Regions from separate parts of the Mus musculus genome. Here region 1 is linked to region 2. Evidence: chromatin contacts called from public HiChIP or PLAC-seq data. All regions are on one chromosome and are shown on one strand. The core of a region is the stretch at or near the end of the contact, and the rest is flanking DNA. Distances in the headings are between cores, read along the strand shown. Region 1 overlaps Inpp4a (inositol polyphosphate-4-phosphatase, type I). Region 2 overlaps Fam178b (family with sequence similarity 178, member B).

Region 1 (3,132 bases), core at 199-2,698, 780 kb after region 2:
CATTATTTACAATAAGCATTTTTGTTGCATGAGTCTTTTCCATGTTTGGAATGCTCGGCAAGAATATTTTTGTTTATAAAATGTAATATAAATTGTATTCTGAAATTGTTGTATCACTCTGGAATGTTATCCATAGTATAGAGGGCCCAGGTCTTCCAGTAGCATATAATTTGGAAGGACAGATGGGTAGGTGGAACAGGTAGAGTTAGTGTTACTTTGCTTGAGTTTGATGGGTTTATAAAATACCATAAATATACTCCTGTTTCATGACTTCCTTCCCTTGATGCTTGCATCACCCATGAGTTTGGTCCACTGCTACTGCACCCATCTATCACTGTGGGATTTCAGGAGTTGTCCTAGTTTTGTGTCTGTCACCATAACACACACACTGAAAAGAAGCACCTTAGAGAAGAAAGGGTTTTGTTGGCTTCCAGTATAAAAGTCATCACAATGTAGGTTGGAGTGGGGATGGTCAAAGCAGGAGCTCAGGCAGTCTGCTGACTGCATCACACCAACAGGCAAGAGCAGAGAGAAACGTGTGCGTCCATGCTCAGTGACTGCTTTCTCAGGCAGCTGTCTTCATATGTAAGCAGCTCAGGGCCAGCCAGTGGGAGGTGGGAGAGATGGCACTACCCACAGTGGGCTGGGTCAGTTAGCCGGCAGGACCATCTGCCACAGACTTGTCCATAGACCAACATGAGCTAGACAAAGACCAGCCATTGAGGTAGTCTTGGTGCTTTCTAAGTTTCAGCATTTAACTTGCAAATTCTTTGGATTACAGTAGTGAGTGACTTCTCCCTTTTAGCAATTTCCAAAGTGGCTCTCCAACCAGTCCATAGCCCTGGTGGCTGAGGCTCATAGGTCAGAGATCTTTGGTTTACCCCAGTAGGAAGGTTAGGAGCACAGCCTGTAGAAGGACATGAGTCAGGGTCTGAGTGCATTGCCTTACTGTGCTCTCCTGCTCATTCTCACCAGGTTTGTGAGCTGGGCCCTGAGACCTGCCTTAATGGCTCATGATTCCCTGGCCTGAGTCTAAGTTCCATTTTGCAGGGAGGAACCTGCTCACCATGTAGTGATGGCAAGTGGGAGCCCAGTGGAGCATATGGAGCCCTCTCCCCTAATGGTTTTTGGCTCTCAGTGTGCTTCTGTGAGACAGTGCAGCTAGCCTTTTAGACAGCAGAGAGCAGAGCCTCAGAGCTGCACTGCAGCCCCTCCTGGGGTCTGTTCCGTGTGAGTGGCAAGCCAGGACCCAGCTCTCCTCATTTCCTCCAAACCACATTCCCTCTTGTATCTTGCGGGCAGGCCCGTGCTCCCTGAAAGATAACCCTTGGTGTGGACGGGAATGTGCATTTTCCTCTCTCGTTCCTTTGAGCTTCTGAGAAGCTAGAGGGAAGTCCCTGCTCTGGGGAACTTGATATTTTGTGAGCTCATCAAGTTGTGCTTTTCTGTTTCTAGATGATGGATCTGGATGTCCTTCTGTGACGCAATGCCACGTGGTCCAAAAGCAAGCATGTATGGTAAGTCACTTGTCAGACTGACTTGAGCAGTAGCCTGGCTCTTCACATAGTCTCTGTCCTTCCAGCAGAGGTTATGCTGTGGGACTTGATAGAAGATTGAAGATTCTGTGAGACTTGCCAGTAGAAGAGTGCTAGAGAGCAGTAAGAAACTCATAAACACATTACTCTACAGCTACATTTAGGCAGTCTGTAATGCAGCCTGTTTTGGTAGAAGAGCATCCTCGGGTACACCATGCAGAGGGCAGGGAGGAGGAAGACAGGAGGAGGTGTCAGACATCCTAGCTCAATTCCACCCCGTCACAAGACACTGCTCTCAACATCTTGCCAGGGTCAGGTCCTGCTCTCTTCCCATAGGCACAGTCTCTCCATCATCACCTTGACTCTCATCAGTGTTTGCTCCCTTGTCTCAGGGCTACTGCCATCGTAGGAGTCCAGGGCCTGGAGACGGCTCTGCTTTGAGGAATCAGGTGAGGTGTGACCCAGGAACAAGAAGCATACCCTCACCAATGACATCATGACAGCAAGAGAGCACAGCCCTCGCCATGGTGCCAGGGCCCGTGCGATGCAGCGGGCTTCCACCATTGACGTGGCAGCCGACATGGTTGGCCTCTCTTTGGCAGGTGAGCCTCCCACGCCTACACTAGACATCTGGTCATGAACATGACACATGCAGGCTCTGTGCTGAAGCTATGTTGGAAGGGCCAGGGGAGGGCAACCAAGCCTTTAAAAGAGGGTGTCCGGGTGTGGACTCTTGGTTGAAGTAGGACTCGCAATAGCTAATGCTCCTGAAACTGGGAACTGGTCTGGTGAAACTGAAGAGCATGTGTTTTCTAGCTCCAGTGGGCACCCTGGGCTGCCTTCCATAGGCAGAATGAAAAGAGGTCTGAGGCTTTTTTGGTTTTGTTTTGTTTTGTTTTGTTTTTGTTTTTGTTTTTCAGAATCTCTAAACTGTTTCAAAGTTTATAAACCATCTACTATAATATTTTTGGGTGGCCTATAGGAACTAGGATTTCTTGTTTCTATTTTTGTACAAAACAAATACAACCTAAATTCTGTGGAAGATTTATTTTGGGTGACTTTTCCTGTCATTTCTCTTCTACCAGGAAATATCCAAGATCCAGATGAGCCCATTTTAGAATTCAGCTTAGGTAAGTACTTCTCTCTTGATTGTTACTGCTAGTCTGTCTCTAAGAGCCTGCCGTCACCTCCACTGCTGCTTCTGAGGAGATGCAGTGTCTCAGAGGCTGCTTCTCATAACCGACTACTCCAGGGTGACTGAGCTGCCCGTGATGGAGATTGGAGCTGTGTTCAGGGGGACTGTTGTGAATAAAGTTGCAGTCCACACGTGGGTACCAATCTTTTTATGGAGGCAAATGTCCATGCCAAGAATGGAGCGTTTGGAAGGCTGTGTGGTGCTGCAGATGAGCAGGCTAGCTCCGTGCAGGCAGCGTGTGGCTGGCTATGATCTCACATCTGCTAGAGTTACTTGTCTCTTTGGAGGGAGGGCCAGTGTCACTGGGTGGGGGCCATACACCTGGCAGAAGGAGGATGAGGGCAGAGGAGGGAAAAAGCCAGAGTTAGGGCTCAGGTTCCCTTTACGTCTACGGATGGTGGG
Region 2 (3,351 bases), core at 416-2,915:
GTCTTCTAAGCTATAAGGAACTTAGAACAGGAGAGTCTCCCACAATACAACAATATCCACCAATACCAACAGCACTGTGGGTTTGAAACAAGGTCTCCTCTGTATTCCAAGCTGGCCTAATCTTTGTGACCCACCCAGGTCTGCCTCCCGACTGCTGGGATTAGGAAGTTCATACCACCAGGCCTACCATCGCTTTTAACTTATTATTATTATATCCTGGGGATTGAACTCAGTTCATCAAGCTTGGCGGCAAATGCCTCTAGAGTGACAGCCATTTCACTAGCACATTTTATTTTTATTTATAGATAGGGACCTGCCTGCCATGGTTCCTGGCTGGCCTGGTACTTCCTACGTACACTAGGCTGGCCTCAAATGTCCAGCCATCTTTCCACCTCAGCCTTCTGAGTGCCAGGGATGTGTGCCTGGCCCAGCTCTCTGTTTCATTTCCTAAAACACTGTACTATTTTCTTGTCTAACAAAATGACCAATAATTCACTCTCATCCATCATCTATATTCTCAGTCTTGGAAACACCCTCTCAGTTGGTCTGTTTAGATGGAGACTCCCCATAATGTCTACATGGGGATATGGTCATGTGTGAATCTATCAAGCACCCCACCTCCTGCTTAGCTTTGAAGACACAGCCCAACCCCTTCTAGTGAACCAGCAGCTAGCCCCTCCCTCTAGTCACCCCAAACATGGGTTTGGGAAGTCTAGACAGGGTCCCAACAAGGGCTGCCCAGATGCTGGGCCACGGCTGGGTAGAGGCAGGCAGGCCCCAGTCCTCATCCCTCTAAGGCATCCATGTGCAACCCATGGACTGGGGGAGGGGGAGGATGCGGATGAAGGAGCAACAACAGGGTAGCAAGAGGACAGACTGCTTAGATCCAGCAGGTGCAGTGTGGCTACAGGCCAGAGAGCTGAGCCCCCAGCCCAACTCCTGGCTTGCCCAGCCGGGTGGGGTGGCACAGCGCACCTGGCTTCCTCCTGTGACTCACCGCCAGCACCTGCTCTGCACTGCAGCTGCCCTCCAACCTTGGAAGCCCCGGAGAACAGCTGGGCAGGGAGGAGGCAGGTGAGGGGCTAGGAGTCAGGCTGGCTTTGGCTCCTGGAAGGAGGCCAGGCCTTCTCTGCAAAGCAGAAAGGAGGCAGCAAAAAAAGAGGGGAAGGTCTAGGCAGATATAGCTTCCATCTGAAGCTGCACTGGAAGCAGCATTGCCTTGCGCCCGCCTTCTAAGTCTGGGGATAATTTTCAAAACAGCCCTGGTCTTTAGCACGCTGGAGGCTCACAGCTGTGCAAGCACAGAGCTGCCCCGCCCTGCTTCCAAATCCACACCCCCAGAGTGACTGAAGGCCTGCTTTATCAGAGCTAGGACCCTCCCTGCTCTAGGCAGTTGGGGGCAGGGCTGGCACGGAGAGCAGGCCGAGCACTTGCTCAGGGTTGTGTTTTTCTTCTCGCTCCAGGAAAGCAGCTTGGTGGTGCTTCGGTGCACTCTTGCAATCTGGTCTCAGATTCGCTTTTGTTTCCCGAATCGCTCCGCCCCCACGTACCACCCTCTCTCAGGGATTAGGGATTTTCTGGTCCCTAAAAGTCCTGTAGAGGGAGGGTCAGGACCAGACCAACCTTGTCTCCACCCCACCCCCACCGCCACTGTAGAGTGCCGACTCAGCAAACGCTCAGCCCATTAGGGCAGACACCTCAGGCAGGGGAAGCCGTGAACATCTCCCAGGACAGGCCTCCACTGGCCTTCCTCCTGGCAGGAAGAGGCAGAAGAGATCCTGGCAAAGCAATTGTCTACAACAGCATGTGGCTCTTGCTCTCAAATCCTGGCAGTAGCTCCAATTTGCACAGGAGAGGTGGCTGTGAGGCACTAGGAGGTCCAAAGTGACCTGCTGTTACTCTCTGGAGCCTGAGCCCTTATCTGGCTTCAGTGCAGATACTGACAGTGCAGGACTGCCCCCTCCTTGGTCCTAGTCCACTGTCACATCTAACCCACAGCCTACACCACCTGCGCTTATGCCCCTGCTGTCCCCTGTCCTGCAGTTTTGTTGTTGTTGTTGTTTTTTTTTTTTTTCTATAGCACCACTTACTCTCCACCAGGCATAGAATTCATGTGCTTAGTGTCTTATCAGGCCCTCCCTGGCTATGAGGTCAGGACTGTCAGCATTGGCTTCTCCTGCAGTGTCCACGGGGCCAAGCACCATGCCTGGCACATGGCCGATGCTTATTAAGTATTCATTAGACAAGTGAATGGCTAAATAGCAGGTTAGGACATTAATTAACCGTTTCCTAGGAGATTCAAACTTTTGTATCCCATTCAAAGCCCTTGTTTTCCAAATTTCAAGACATGGTTTGGGGCTGGATGTGGTGGCACGTGCCTCTAATTCCAGCACTTGGAAGACAGAAGGAGGGCGGGCAGACCTTTGAGTTTGAGGTCTACACAGCAAGTTCCAGGACAGCTAGGATTACATAGAGAAACTCTATCTCAAAATTAAAACAAAACAAAACAAAACATTTGACCAAAGTAGTTTGTTGCCAGCCATGGTGGCACGCACTTATGAAGCAGATGCAGGAGGATCTCAAATTCAAGAGCAAATGGCTTCATAGCAAGTCTCCAAACACGACAGCTCAGAGGGTAGAGGTGCTTGCTGCCAAGCCTGAGTAACTTGAGTTCGATCCCTGCATGCAGCACGTGGAAGGAGACCAGCGTGGCCTCCTGCATGCTGTCCTCTGACCTCCATGCACACACAATACTTATTTTAACAAATGGTTTGCCTTGTTTCTGTGTTGCAAGAGGCTGGTATAAGAAACAAACTCCTGGTTTCCTCCCAAACCTGTTCCACCTGCACTGTGCCCGGCTGGGCTGGGGAGAACCTGTCTCTAGTCTGGGGGACTCCCACCTACCTCCCCTAGCCCTGCTGGCTGCCCTTAGGAAGTGCCTTGGCATCTGGGCACTACTCTGCTGCTATCCCTGAGGCCAGCTGCCCATAGAATGATAGGCTCCCCCTCCCGACAGTGTGGTCTTCACACAGCAGCGAGCCAGTTCAGTTGTGAAGCTGCTGACAATCAGTAGTTGTCCTCTCTCCTTGGGCTCTGGCTGTCACTCCCCATCTGAGCAAGCCTCTGTTAGCCACCCTCATCCCTACTCTTTGCTTTCCTTCCAACCTAACCGTCCCTTCCTGACCTCGGAGCCTTTGTAATCGCTGTTTCCTTTGCTGGAAGTGACCCCCGCTCACCCACCCAAAGGAAACCTTGCTTCCTACAGCTCTGTGCAAAAATGTCCCTTCTGTCTCTTCACCCTCGTAGGACTGCACCTGCCCAACGTTGCATCTCCTTTCTGGCTTTATTTTT

Evidence for each region. HiChIP or PLAC-seq counts read pairs in DNA pulled down with a chosen protein or histone mark.
Region 1: an H3K4me3 HiChIP or PLAC-seq map of bone marrow-derived macrophages shows a contact between it and region 2, with 8 times the contacts expected there. The contact joins two enhancer-like sites. A contact is called at or near these places in 1 of 115 datasets of contacts at active chromatin or transcription factors (bone marrow-derived macrophages) and 1 of 9 other capture datasets (embryonic stem cells).

What each region holds. Positions count from the first base shown.
Region 1 is chr1:37,355,888-37,359,019 of GRCm38.p6, forward strand. It overlaps Inpp4a (inositol polyphosphate-4-phosphatase, type I), which reads left to right. Exons shown (of 26, transcript NM_030266.4): 2 at 1,456-1,517; 3 at 1,928-2,137; 4 at 2,621-2,665. The coding sequence starts at 2,032. Among named protein-coding and RNA genes, the nearest start is that of 4930439A04Rik, 23 kb to the left of the region's middle. Within about 2 kb of position 1,449, at least 19 of the 459 cell types and tissues checked have an H3K27ac peak or open chromatin away from gene starts, as enhancers often do. A contact at or near this core is called in bone marrow-derived macrophages, where this site is marked.
Region 2 is chr1:36,579,221-36,582,571 of GRCm38.p6, forward strand. All of the region lies in intron 12 of Fam178b (family with sequence similarity 178, member B), which reads right to left. Among named protein-coding and RNA genes, the nearest start is that of Sema4c, 23 kb to the left of the region's middle. Within about 2 kb of position 1,666, at least 205 of the 459 cell types and tissues checked have an H3K27ac peak or open chromatin away from gene starts, as enhancers often do. A contact at or near this core is called in bone marrow-derived macrophages, where this site is marked.